Regions from separate parts of the Ovis aries genome. Here region 2 is linked to region 1. A link is a contact called in public Hi-C data. All regions are on one chromosome and are shown on one strand. Each heading gives the region's core, a stretch centred on a gene start, on an enhancer-like site or on the middle of the called end of the contact. The rest is flanking DNA. Distances are from core to core; before and after follow the strand shown. Region 1 holds the start of NUDCD3 (NudC domain containing 3). Region 2 holds the start of POLM (DNA polymerase mu).

Region 1 (5,760 bases), core at 1,905-4,404:
GTCCCTCTGACATATTCCCTTCACTGTGGGTTTTCCCTCCCTTTTTGAGCACTTCCGTATCTCCTGGCATTATAAGATGGTATAAGCTCAACTTGTATATTTCTATCCCAGTCCTAGAGTCAGCCATTTCTCCCAGGAGTTCCAGTCCTTCATCTGGAGATAAGCTTAGAAATCAGGATCTGGGTATTCAGTGTGTGTTGCTGCTGGGGCTTTGTTGCTTCTGATCCTCTCAGCTGAGAGAGCAAGGGCATACATATGTGAATACTGACCTGTATATGTACACATTTCTAGAAATATTTCTATGAAAAGCCATCTGTATCTACACTAAGCTAAACAGGAGTTTATGCTGATACCTCCAGTTCTAACCCATAACCACATGAATCATTCTAGGTTTCTTTCTTGCTTCTCTGTAGCCTCTCATGCCACTAATGAGAAGCCGGGCTCCATAACCCTCACCATTTACTTAGTTGTTGATTACCTTTATACATACGCAGGAGTCTGAGAAATGATAACCTACACTCCTGTGGAAAACAACTTTAGAATTTAGTGTTTACATGCAATTCCTTTTGCCTTTAGTCTTATAGACACCATTGCTTTCCAAAGTTACTTGGGTTAGCATCTTTCAGATGGGGTCAGTATCCCTTTCAGAGAAGCTGCTTCATACACTAAAAAAATATCTATTTGTTTATTTTTGGCTGAGCTAGGTCTTTGTTTCTGTCTTCAGGCTTTCTCTAGTTGCGGAGATCGGGGGCTACTCTTTAGTTGTGGCGCATGGGCTTCTCATTGCAGTGCCTTGTGGTTGTAGAGCACGGGCTCTAGGTGTGTGGGTTCAGTAGTTGTGGGGCACGGGTTTCGTTGTTCTGCAGCATGTGGAATATTCCCCGGGCCAGGGACTGAACTCATTTCTCTTGCATTGGTTGGATTCTTAACCCCTGGACCACCAGGGAAGCCCTTATACATTTTTAATATAGTTAGATTCTTGCATCACATTCCTTCTTCCATTCTGATTTTACAAAATCACGTGTGTAAAAGTTTGTTGGGGGTATTCAGGGGAACACGATCCCTGGCTGACCCTCTAGCTAGACCCAGGCAATGGGAGACTCCTCACCTCTTCCTCTGTCCTTGTAATGTATGCTCTGCCTACCATTCCCACAGCGAGAGTTGTTTTCAACAACATCTTCCTCTCAACACCTGGAGAAAGGAAGGTGTTTTTGAGACCATCTGGATAGTGTATGTGATTGAACCCAGTTAAGGTGTCTGTATAAACGTTTGTGATTCTGGCAGAGTGGACGTGAAAATATACTGGTCTTGTGGCTGCCTAGGACAAGTAACTGTCCTTGCTTATTAAACCTACCTACCAGTCTGAAGTGGTCTGCCTCTTTCTTCCATCTCTCCTTGCTCTGTGTATACAGAGACTAGATTGTGAACAAAGATCCACTCAAATTATTAGGACAGACCAATGGATATTAATGTGACAAAGTAGGAGACGTTTATTGATACAATTTCAGATTTCACAGTGCAACTAATCTTTAAGAAACTACAATTTGTTGAATGTTGGTGTAGTTTCCAAGAATAATACATTTATTTGAAAAGGCCAATTAAACTGCTATTTGTATAAGACTGGGTTTCTCATACTTCAATCAAAATACCATACTGCAATGCAGTGAATGCAGCAGATATGAGAATCTGGCTGTCATCGATTCAATTAAGCTAGATAGTAAAGAGATTTGCAAAAATTTTAAAGGATGCTTTGTTTCTCATAAACTTTTACTGCTCTGAAGAACCTTCAGTTCAGTTCAGTTCCGTCAGTCGCTCAGTCGTGTCCGACTCTTTGCGAAGGACCTTACTTCTTTACAAAAATGTTAACATATTTTTATTATATTAAAATGCATAAATAAATATTTAAACATTTTGTTTTTATGTCCAATATGGTAACTATCAATAAACATAACACACATAAAATTTATGAAGACTCCAAAGAATCTTTGATATATTTTAAGAATGAAAATGGGTCTTTTTTTTCTCCTTTTGGCCATGGCCACACTTGCGGGATCTTTGTTCCTGGACCAGGGATTGAACCTGGGCACTCTGATGCAGAGTCCTAACCACTGGACCCTCAGGGAATCCCCTGTAAATAGGTCCTAAGTCCAAAAAGTTTCGGAATCACTGCTCTAGAGCAATTTATCTGAGTTTGACTTTATTTACAATTCATTAGAGTCCATATACTATGAAGAAACATGTTAACTTGTAGATCTCAGGCCAGTAGAGATGCAAATCATTTCCATCCACTAGGAAAGATAATCTACACCATTTTATAGGACACCAGCCAGCTTTGTATACAATCTAGCCATCTTACTGCTTTCTGAAAGTTATAAATACCCAGTTTCTCGAAAAGCTGTCAATTAAAATGGATAAATCTCTGATGTGTTCATTATATATTTGAGTGTTATGCTTCGATTTTCAGATTATGCTTTGAAAGACCCTTAGAACACGTATACATGCTGTGTGAGTATATATATACTGTGCGTACACATATATACTACACACACACATATATACATACGTATATGTATATTTCACAGGATGGCACACCAGATTCTCTATTCTGCATCTAGCTCTGTCCATTTAATACTGGTACATGCACTCACTTGACAATCTTGTCTTCTTTTATTTATGCACATCACCTTGCATTTCACTCACGACTATGTTAGTAACGGGAAACACACCAACAGAAAGGTCGCATTTTCCTCTTTGGACTCTCAAGCAAAATGTTCTCGCTGTCCCGCCTTGTTTCTGGACATCCAGTCTGGAACACAGCCCACAAACCACGTGACAACAGCGTGGCTCACGTAACAGTTGTTGCCCGCGTTACAACTTTTCCGCCAGTTTCCAACATGGCCACTAGGCGCCCTCAATGCCGCAGCCCCGGGTCCTCTTGCGCTTCGGGGCCTTCTGCTCCTCAGCGAGACCGCCCGAGAAGCCCGGGGGCAGTAGGGGCGGTGCCCGGGTCCAGTCGGCTCCAGCGCAGTCCAGCCCAGCTCCACCGCGGGGGCGAACAAGAGCGGACCGGAAGTTTCCCGGGCGCGCTAGCGGCCGAGGCCATTACTGCAGAGCACCGGAAGTGGCCATAGGCCGGCGTCCGGGCCGCGCCCGCAGTGAGTGAGCTTTCCTCCGGCCGGCGACGCCATGGAGCCTGGGGCGGCCGAGCTGTACGATCAGGCCCTGCTGGGCATCTTGCAGCACGTGGGCAACGTTCAGGACTTTCTGCGTGTGCTTTTCGGCTTCCTCTACCGCAAAACGGACTTCTACCGCCTGCTGCGCCACCCGTCGGACCGCATGGGCTTTCCCCCGGGGGCCGCGCAGGCGCTGGTGCTGCAGGTAACGCGCGGTAGGCGGGAAGCTTGGGGTGAGGTGGGGAAGATCGTGGGAGCCCCGACCCCCGCGAACCCGCTCCCGTAGTCTCCCACCCTCTGGGAGCTCAGGCTCCTGCGAGCCCGCCGCTTCCTCCGCTGCCGGCCTCAGTTCATCCTCTGGCGCTTCCCCCGACCCGCCTTCTGCGGCCGCGGCTTCTGCCGAGATGCTGGTCTGTTATCAGTTTACTCCTGTGCGAGAGGTGCCGGCTCTATAGCAGCTTGGTCCGATAGGGTGCATTTGGATATCAGAAGCTTAGGGCTCCGGTCAGCTCCAGCAGCGCGTAACCCTTCGAGTGACAGAGAATGAAAACTGCAGGCTAGACTTGGGGAAGGGGCGGCGGCAGCACGGACACCTGCACACCCCAGAATTACGACTACTGGACGAGAGGGAGGCTGTATGATGGGTGTGGGTCTCTTATTTGAAATGTGACTTTTTACATCGAAGACATAGTATAATAGTACTTAATAAGTTTACATATGAGCATATATGTGTGCATCCCAGGTTAAGCTTATTGTTGGAGGCTGTCATTCACTGTAGTTGACGGGGTATTTGAAATGTAATAAGCAAGAGTTCACACTCAGCCGCTGCAGGCATTAGAGATACACTGGTTATGCGGATGGTTAAATAATGGTTTCTCTGCTTGGGACACTTACGCTATATTTAAAGAGATGAAATACAGTAGCAGGGATCTTTGCCTGTTACCTGACAAAGCCATTGGAAGGAAGGGAATAGAAATGATCTTTTGGAAATGAAGACGAGTTTTGTAGAGGAGGTGGAATTTTGATGGGATCGACAGAGGATACTCAGTCAAGCATTGAGCCAGGAACCTGAGAAGGTGGAAATGCTGGCGATACCTCTCACTGTCGTCTAGCACTTTACAGTTTATGAAGTGATTTCAAAGGTTTATCTCGTGAAGTCTTTTTACTCGCTTCAGGTTGGCCCGATATTACTTTCCTAAGTGCCTGCATGAAGAAACAAAAGCTTAGAATGTTTGAATAACTACCAGAGATAATATGGTCAAATGAGGAGTGAGGTTGGTATTCAGTTTGAAAACTTAAGGCTGTTCCTCATCCTTGTAGTGGTTAAGTACCATCCAAGTGATCAGAGAACTGTGTGTCAGAGATGGTTTTTAGCAAATCCTTTGGCAAATTAATAATTTCCCGGAAGCCTGTGAAGTAGATAAGGATGAATTTTATGTGGCAAATGAGGGTGCTAGTTCAGCAGATCAAGTGGTTTGACCAAACTCATCATAGAGCTAGAGCTCAAAACTTCATTTTTCTGATTCCATATCTTTCTGTTCTATTATTTAACCAATCCATTGTAGAGTGGCAACACTTTTGTCTAGGGTGATCTTTTGCAGAAAAAAGAAAGGACCATTTACTGAGCACCTAGTAGTTGTTATGTAATTTTTGTTCTAGGTTGTCATTTGTTCCTAACAACCTGAATAGGTTGATCTTTTTCCTTGTTTTACAGGTAAACTGACAGAGGTAATTCATGAATCTGGTAACAGTATGTAAGACACCTACTATGTTTTAGACACTCTCAAAGGTTAAGACTTGGTGAACAGTTTAATAAAGTGGAGGTGGGGAACAAGGCAGAGAGAGAGGTGGGATGGGCCAGCGGTGACCCAAGGTTTCAGTCCAGGGCACTGTAATATTGGTAATGCATTCACTGAACTGTCACCTGAGTTTAGGGGAAGAAGCTTAGTTTTAGACAAGTTGAATTGGAGATTTCAGACAGAAGTCTCTGTCCATAGGCTGTTGAATTGTGGGACTGAATCTCATGGGAGGTAGAAGAATCTGAGTGGTTTGAAGGAGAGGAGCTGAAGGTGAAGGAGCACGGCAGAGAGAAGGTGCCTTTGGACAGAAGGACCCCAGAGAAGGAACTGGAGAAGCAAGAGGCTGTGGGAGTGGGAGGGGGATGGAAGGAAGTGGGCAGCGCAGTAAGTTCCATGGAAACCAGGAGGGACAATTTCTAGCAGGTAGTTAAGAGGAGTGTAGTGTTTTTTCAGAGTGGTTCTCAATCGTCAGCATTGCCCAAGGAACTTTAAAAGATATCCTCTGGTTATTTTGGTTGAGTAAATCAGGGTAAATCCTGGGGAGCTGTTCTTTTATTCACAGAGGCATTGGGCAGTGGGGTGCTTGGGGGTCTCTTCAGAACTCAGGCAAAGAGAGTTTGGATGGCAGTATTGTAGTGCTCCATTCTGGAACTCCTGTTTTCCCCTGATATTTGGGGGTATGGGATGTTTGTGTGGTTTAAACCTTCTTCAACTTTTCCTCCCAGTTCTAAGGGGTTGCACAGCCAGGCTGTACAGTTTAAAGGACCTTCAGCAGGAAAGATGCATGT
Region 2 (5,760 bases), core at 1,405-3,904, 310 kb after region 1:
CGGTGAGTAGCTCAGGAAAGTACAGGGCCAGCACTTGAGGCCAGAGCTTGGGCCAGTGGCCCGCAGGAGCTCCGGTCCAGCAGCAGCATCAGCAGTCTGACCGCACGCCCTCTGGAATGCTGCTGGCAAGTAGCCGGCAGGGGACGGGAACCGGCAGGGGGCGGGTTGGGCCTCAGAGTCAGGGCAGAGTCCTGGCCCCAACAGGCCAAGGATAGGCGCCAACAGCACTAAAGTGAACATCAAAGAAGATGCTCCATGGGGAGGTTTTGCGAAGGTCACGAGGCCTAAAAAATCACCCCCAGGGGCCTTTTCTGAACTGGAAGTGGAAACAGGAAATAGCTAAATGAGATTCATCTTGGAAAAATGCAAGCTCATACATCTGGGTAAAACTAATCCAAAACACAGCATGAGATACCACAGTGCAGAGCTGGGGGCGGACTGCAACCCTCAGGGCAGCTGAGAGGGCCTGTGCAGCCTCTGACTTTTCTGGGGGCTGGTCTCAGTGTGGGCAGCAGGAAGCTGAGGACTTAGACATCTGGGAACTCCAAGCCAGGTTTACTGGAAAGAGAGGGCTGAGGTCTCCACTTCTCAGCTGGTTGGACAGTGACCTAGTGGTCCAGGAAGGGGAGAAAAGGAAAAGGGCAACCATCAAGGCCATGGCCTTGTGCACTGGTGCCCAGGCCTCCACTGGGTGGTAACCAAGGATCACCCCTCACAAAGCCTCCCTGGGCCCACGGAAAGCCCTGTATTCCTCATTTTTGCAAGCCGCCCAGTGCTTTAAGTATTCAGGTATGATGGGTTGTTAAAAGTTGCCTCTGCCTCTCCAGGAGAGAACTCAGGTACCCAAAATGGAGTCAGAGGCCATTAAAAGGAACAGGAGTGGTTTCAGGGAATAGACTACTGCTCCCTGAGGAAAGGCAGCACCCGCAGATGGGGAAGTAACTCCCTTACAAAGAAGCTGGGAGCTCCCCCTTCCCACATGGCAGGAGGAGAAATGAGGATGGGAAATGAGAGGGTCTGCATCCCAGGCCTCCCAGCTTCACAGTGTGTGTGCTGGGCCCAGGAGAGCAGACTGGGAGCTGGTGGGGAGGGCCAGAGGGGACCTGGTCTCAGGCACCTGCCTCCCTCAGCCCTGTGTCCACTGACTAGTGAAGGGTTGTGGGGTGTGGGGAGTGGGGGACGGAGATGAACGACATCACATGGTATAACAAAGAGATTCCAAAATGTAGTGCCTGAAAATAGGAGAGACACAACACTCAATGTTGTTAAGATGTCTGCTTTCTCAACCTGATCTAGAGATTCAATGCAATACCAATCTTGGAAAAGGAATTGTGGGGTGAGATTTCTGTTTTCATTTTGTTGGGTATGGTTGCTAAATTGGCTTCCAAAGAGTCCCTCCTACAAATTGCCAATTCCCTCATGTGTGATCAATTTGTAAACATTGGTTAATGTGACAGGTAAAAATATTCATTTAAATTTGCCCTTGTGTGGTGATTGGACCTGTCAGGCAATCTGGTATGTGTTTTTTTTGTTTGTTTTTAAAAGGGAAAAAAAAAATCGTTTGGCTGTGGGACATAGGCAAATCTTAGTTCTCCCACCAAGGATATAACCCACACATCCTTCAGTGGAAAGGCGGAATCTTAACCACTGGACCACCAGGGAAGTCCCTGGTATGTTTTTGAGAAGACTTTCTTCTGTAAATTGACTACTGGTGTTCTTGCTCATTGTATTTTCCTTATTTATCTGTGAACAATTTCTTAATTACAGAAATTAAATTCAAAATGTGTCACAGTATTTCCCCCGTTTGCCTTTTAATTTTTAAATAATTTAAAATATGTATGTCAAGCTTATCATTTTTTCCTTTAGTGTCTCCAGGTTTATTGTGATACTTAGGGCTGAAAAAACATTCATCGACTTCCCAGCACATTTTTTGTGTTGTTTCTTTCTTAGATTTGAATGTTTGATCCATCTGGATTTTATTTTGGTGTTAAGCGTGAGGGAGCCAACTTCTATTTTTCCAAATGGCCGGCCAGTCGTCCTAACACCGTTCGATTGAAAAAGACTGAAAAGCCTTTCCCGGGGTTTGAAGAGACCACTCCACCAGCACGCTTCAAGCTAGCGCGTTTGCCGGGGCCCGGGGTCCAAGGACCCCTCGTCGCCAGGTTTCCGCGGCCCATCTGTCCTGCCAGATCCAATCGGAGGAGGCGAAGGGAAAGAGGTGGAGTGGATATTCCGCTCCTGAGAACTATTCCACTCCCACCAGCCACCGACCGACCACTAACCCCCCCTTTCCCCACCCTTGCGTTCAGGACAACCCCAGATACCACTACCGCGACTTCACCTCCACCCTCCGAGGACAAAGCCCCTGACCCGCGTCGAGGAAGTCTTTCTTACCTCCCACCTCCTCCCTCTCAGCTCCCACCCCTAACCCTAGTCTCTCCACCCGGGTGGTCCCACGAAGGGGAGAGGACTTTCTACGAGGGTAATTTAAATAAAAGGTGTGCGCTCCGGTTCTATTTGCATAGAGGCGGGGCCTCTAAAGCCAACCTCCACCTCGCTCCGAAAGACCCAGGGGGAGAGAACCACCCGGAGACTTAATTTGCAGGGGGCGGGGCCTGCCTCTTTAAGTAGAGCCGGGAGCCACTTCCCCTTCCAGTCGGCTTCCGCCCGCTGTCGCTTCCGGCTTCTGTCAGCCTTCCGCCCGCTTTTTTCTGGCTTCTGTCCAGGCTTCCGCTGCTTTCGCTGGCCGCCGCGGGTGGCCGGAGCCCTAATGCTACCGAAACGACGGCGAGCGCGGGTCGCGTCCCCCAGCTCCGCCCCCTCTTCCGCGGCGCGCTTCCCGGGGGTCACTATCTACCTGGCCGAGCCACACATGGGCCGCAGTCGCCAGGCTTTTCTCACACGCCTGGCTGTCTCCAAGGGTTTCCGCGTCCTGAGTGCCTACAGGTGCGCGGTCGTGGCGAAGCTGCCGCTAGGCGGGGTCACCCGCCCGGGGCCTCCTTTCCAGGGCTTTCTTTCCGAGGGGCGCGGGGCGGGGGCTGGCCAAAGGCCTCGCCTCACCTAGGAATGTGGCACGCCCATATCTGTATCACCGCGCTGTCGCGCCGGGCCGGCCGGGGGGCGCTGCTGCGTGGCGTGAGGGCCTGAGCACAAAATGACCCGGCTAGGAATTTTGCAGCTGACCAGCCACTATACACGGTGTTACCTTACAGCTGAGGATATTGAGATCTGAAAAGACTCCCTCGCAGCTGACCCTGGGGCGGAGGGGCACCTGAGGTTTTTGTATTCCAAGTTAACCCTGGCACTTCGTGGTCAGTCATATGGGTTTTGTTAATTTTCTTTTTTTGTAAAAGAGTGTTAGCAGTTATGGCCAGGAGTGTTTCTGTAGGACAAGGAGAGAACATGCCGGAGGCTTTGTAAAATCATGCGGGTGTATGTTGGGTTAGTAACGTTTCATTAGGTGAATTCATCTTGCCCTGTTAGCTAAACAGATCTCTTTCCTCAGAGCTGAGAAAGGGATTTAAGTGAGACTTCCAAGAGTAGAATTAAACCAAGCAAAAGGGTCACAGAAGCAATGCTAAGAGTAAGGCAGGAGGGTTTCCATCGTTTTTGAAGTTGAGAGAGCAAAGTGAACCTAGGGACCAGTCCCCCTGAAGCTTAGTTAGCTATACCCAGGGTTGTTGCAGACCCACTCAGGATGATGACAGCAGCCTCGAGTGTGCTGGGCACTATCTAAGCCCTTTTGCTTATTATTAGCTCGTTTAATCTTTACAGCAAGCCTACAAAGTAGATGTATTAATATCTCTGCTTTGCAGAGTTGGAAGTCAAAAGTACAGAGATAAATGATGTGCCCAAGGGCACAGAGCAAGTGTGGGGCAGAGCTGAAGTTCAAAGCCAAGTAGTCTGTCTCTAGCACTTGGAAGTAGGACCCACCCACCCCCACCCACCCTGCTTCCTGGACCCCAGGCCCCTGGCCTCTCCTTTCTCTGGGTTTCGGGGAGAAGAAGACAGACAAATTAACACCAAAAAAGGGTTGGGCTTGTGATCCTAGCTAGACCAGAGAGCCACAGCTCAGCAGATGCTGGAGTGATGGAGATGTTTGGCTGCCAGGAGGAGGGGCTGAAAATCTGGAATGAACAGATGCTCACCAGGCAGAGGGGATAGTATTGGCGAAGGCTTGGAGATGTAGAATGGAGCAGGAAAAATGGCAGGCCTGGGACAGGGCTCCAGACCTCACAATCTCTTCCCTCCACCCAGCCCAGAGGTGACACACGTGGTGATGGAGGGGACCTCAGCAGAGGAGGCTGTCTGCTGGCAGGAGCGCAAGACATCGGCTCTTCCTCCAGATTGTACCCGCCCAGTGCTTTTAGACATAAGTTGGTTCACAGAGAGCATGGCCGCTGGGCAGCCTGTCCCTGTGGAGTGCCGGCACCGCCTGGAGGTGAGCCGGGTGGAGGCTTAGGGTAGAGCCACTGAGGAAGCCCCAGGGCTGGCCAGACCTCAGCTGGGACAGGTGACATGGCAGCAGTGGCTCAGTGTCCTTCCTGTGAGTTGGGCAGTGAGGGCCCCATCCAGACCACCATGGGGAAGGTCCCAGTGCTTCCTGGGTGAGCACAGTGGAGTGGTTCAGGTGTGGGCTCAGAACAGGGCTGCCTGCATTCAAATCCTGGCTCTGCCCATGAGCCACAAGGTCTCAGAGTCCCCATCTGTGACGTGAGGGTGATAGGCACGTCAGGCCCACTTGATTGAGAGGAAGTGACAGAACACGTGCCCCGTGAGAGGTAGCATTGCACCGCTACCGCTGCTTTGGCCTCTGCCCTGTGCCTCGAGCAGTTCTGCCCTCTCTGAGTCTGCTCCTGTCCTGAGAGCCCTAGGTGACCCCCCTACCAGGAGAGGTGGGGCTCTGGAGGGCTGCCTGGTCCTTTGCCAACCCTGCAGCATCAAAGCAGCCTGTGCATTGCCCATCCCTAGGTGGCTGTGCCCAAAAAGAAGATGCCAAGCCCAGCATGGATGCTGCCCTATGCCTGCCAGCGTCCCACACCCCTCGTGCACCATAATGCCAGCTTCTCGGTGAGCTGTGGCTCCTGTGTCTCCCTGGGATGGAGCCAGGCCCTCCCGTGTCCCAGCCTTGGAGGGAGGGTTAGGGTAAGGCATTCCGCCATCCCTGCCTCTCACCAAGGACCCTTCCCTGCAGGAGGCTCTGGAGACGCTGGCAGAGGCCGCTGGCTTCGATGGCAGTGAAGGCCGCCAGATCTCCTTCTACAGAGCGGCCTCAGTGCTCAAGGCTCTCCCCAGCCCGGTCACAGCCCTGAGCCAGCTGCAGGGCCTGCCCCACTTCGGAGAACACTCCTGCAGGGTTGTCCAGGTTTGTGCTCACTGCATGTAGAAGGGCAGAGCTGTGAATGTGAATGGGGGGTGGCAAGGAGGCCTGGGAGCCTGGTGAGGGCAGGTGACTGGGTGGCTCAGAGCCCAGCTGTGGCCACTGATGGTGCCCAGGCAGCAGCAAACCACCCTATTCACCCACATTCCTCATGTGTAAATTGGGTCTGCACCACCTGCCTGAGGCTGACTGAAAGGACTCAGCCAAGGGAGCTGCCAGGAGTCTGGCAGGCTGGTAGCTGGCATAGTGGGCATTGGCCCAGACTGTGAGGGATGGTGGGAAAGGATCCCTCAGCATGAGCACTTCTTTTTAAAATGTGAAGTTTTCCTTTTGTACGTTACCACTGAGAAAATTTATCATGACAGAAAAGATACTTTTGA

What was found. Hi-C and Micro-C count contacts between places; a contact is called where the count stands out from the background.
Region 2: a contact with region 1 is called in a Hi-C map of muscle, with 6 times the contacts expected there. The contact joins the promoter of POLM here to the promoter of NUDCD3 in region 1. A contact is called at or near these places in 2 of 16 Hi-C or Micro-C datasets (liver and muscle).

What each region holds. Positions count from the first base shown.
Region 1 is chr4:78,567,426-78,573,185 of ARS-UI_Ramb_v3.0, forward strand. It overlaps NUDCD3 (NudC domain containing 3), which reads left to right and starts at 3,155. Exons shown (of 6, transcript XM_004007984.5): 1 at 3,155-3,378. The coding sequence starts at 3,187. It overlaps NPC1L1 (NPC1 like intracellular cholesterol transporter 1), which reads left to right. Exons shown (of 19, transcript XM_004008262.6): 19 at 1-1,367.
Region 2 is chr4:78,875,769-78,881,528 of ARS-UI_Ramb_v3.0, forward strand. It overlaps POLM (DNA polymerase mu), which reads left to right and starts at 2,655. Exons shown (of 9, transcript XM_042248710.1): 1 at 2,655-2,946; 2 at 4,258-4,441; 3 at 4,972-5,070. The coding sequence starts at 2,771. It overlaps LOC121819416 (a long non-coding RNA gene), which reads right to left and starts at 2,934. Exons shown (of 2, transcript XR_006059661.2): 1 at 2,858-2,934.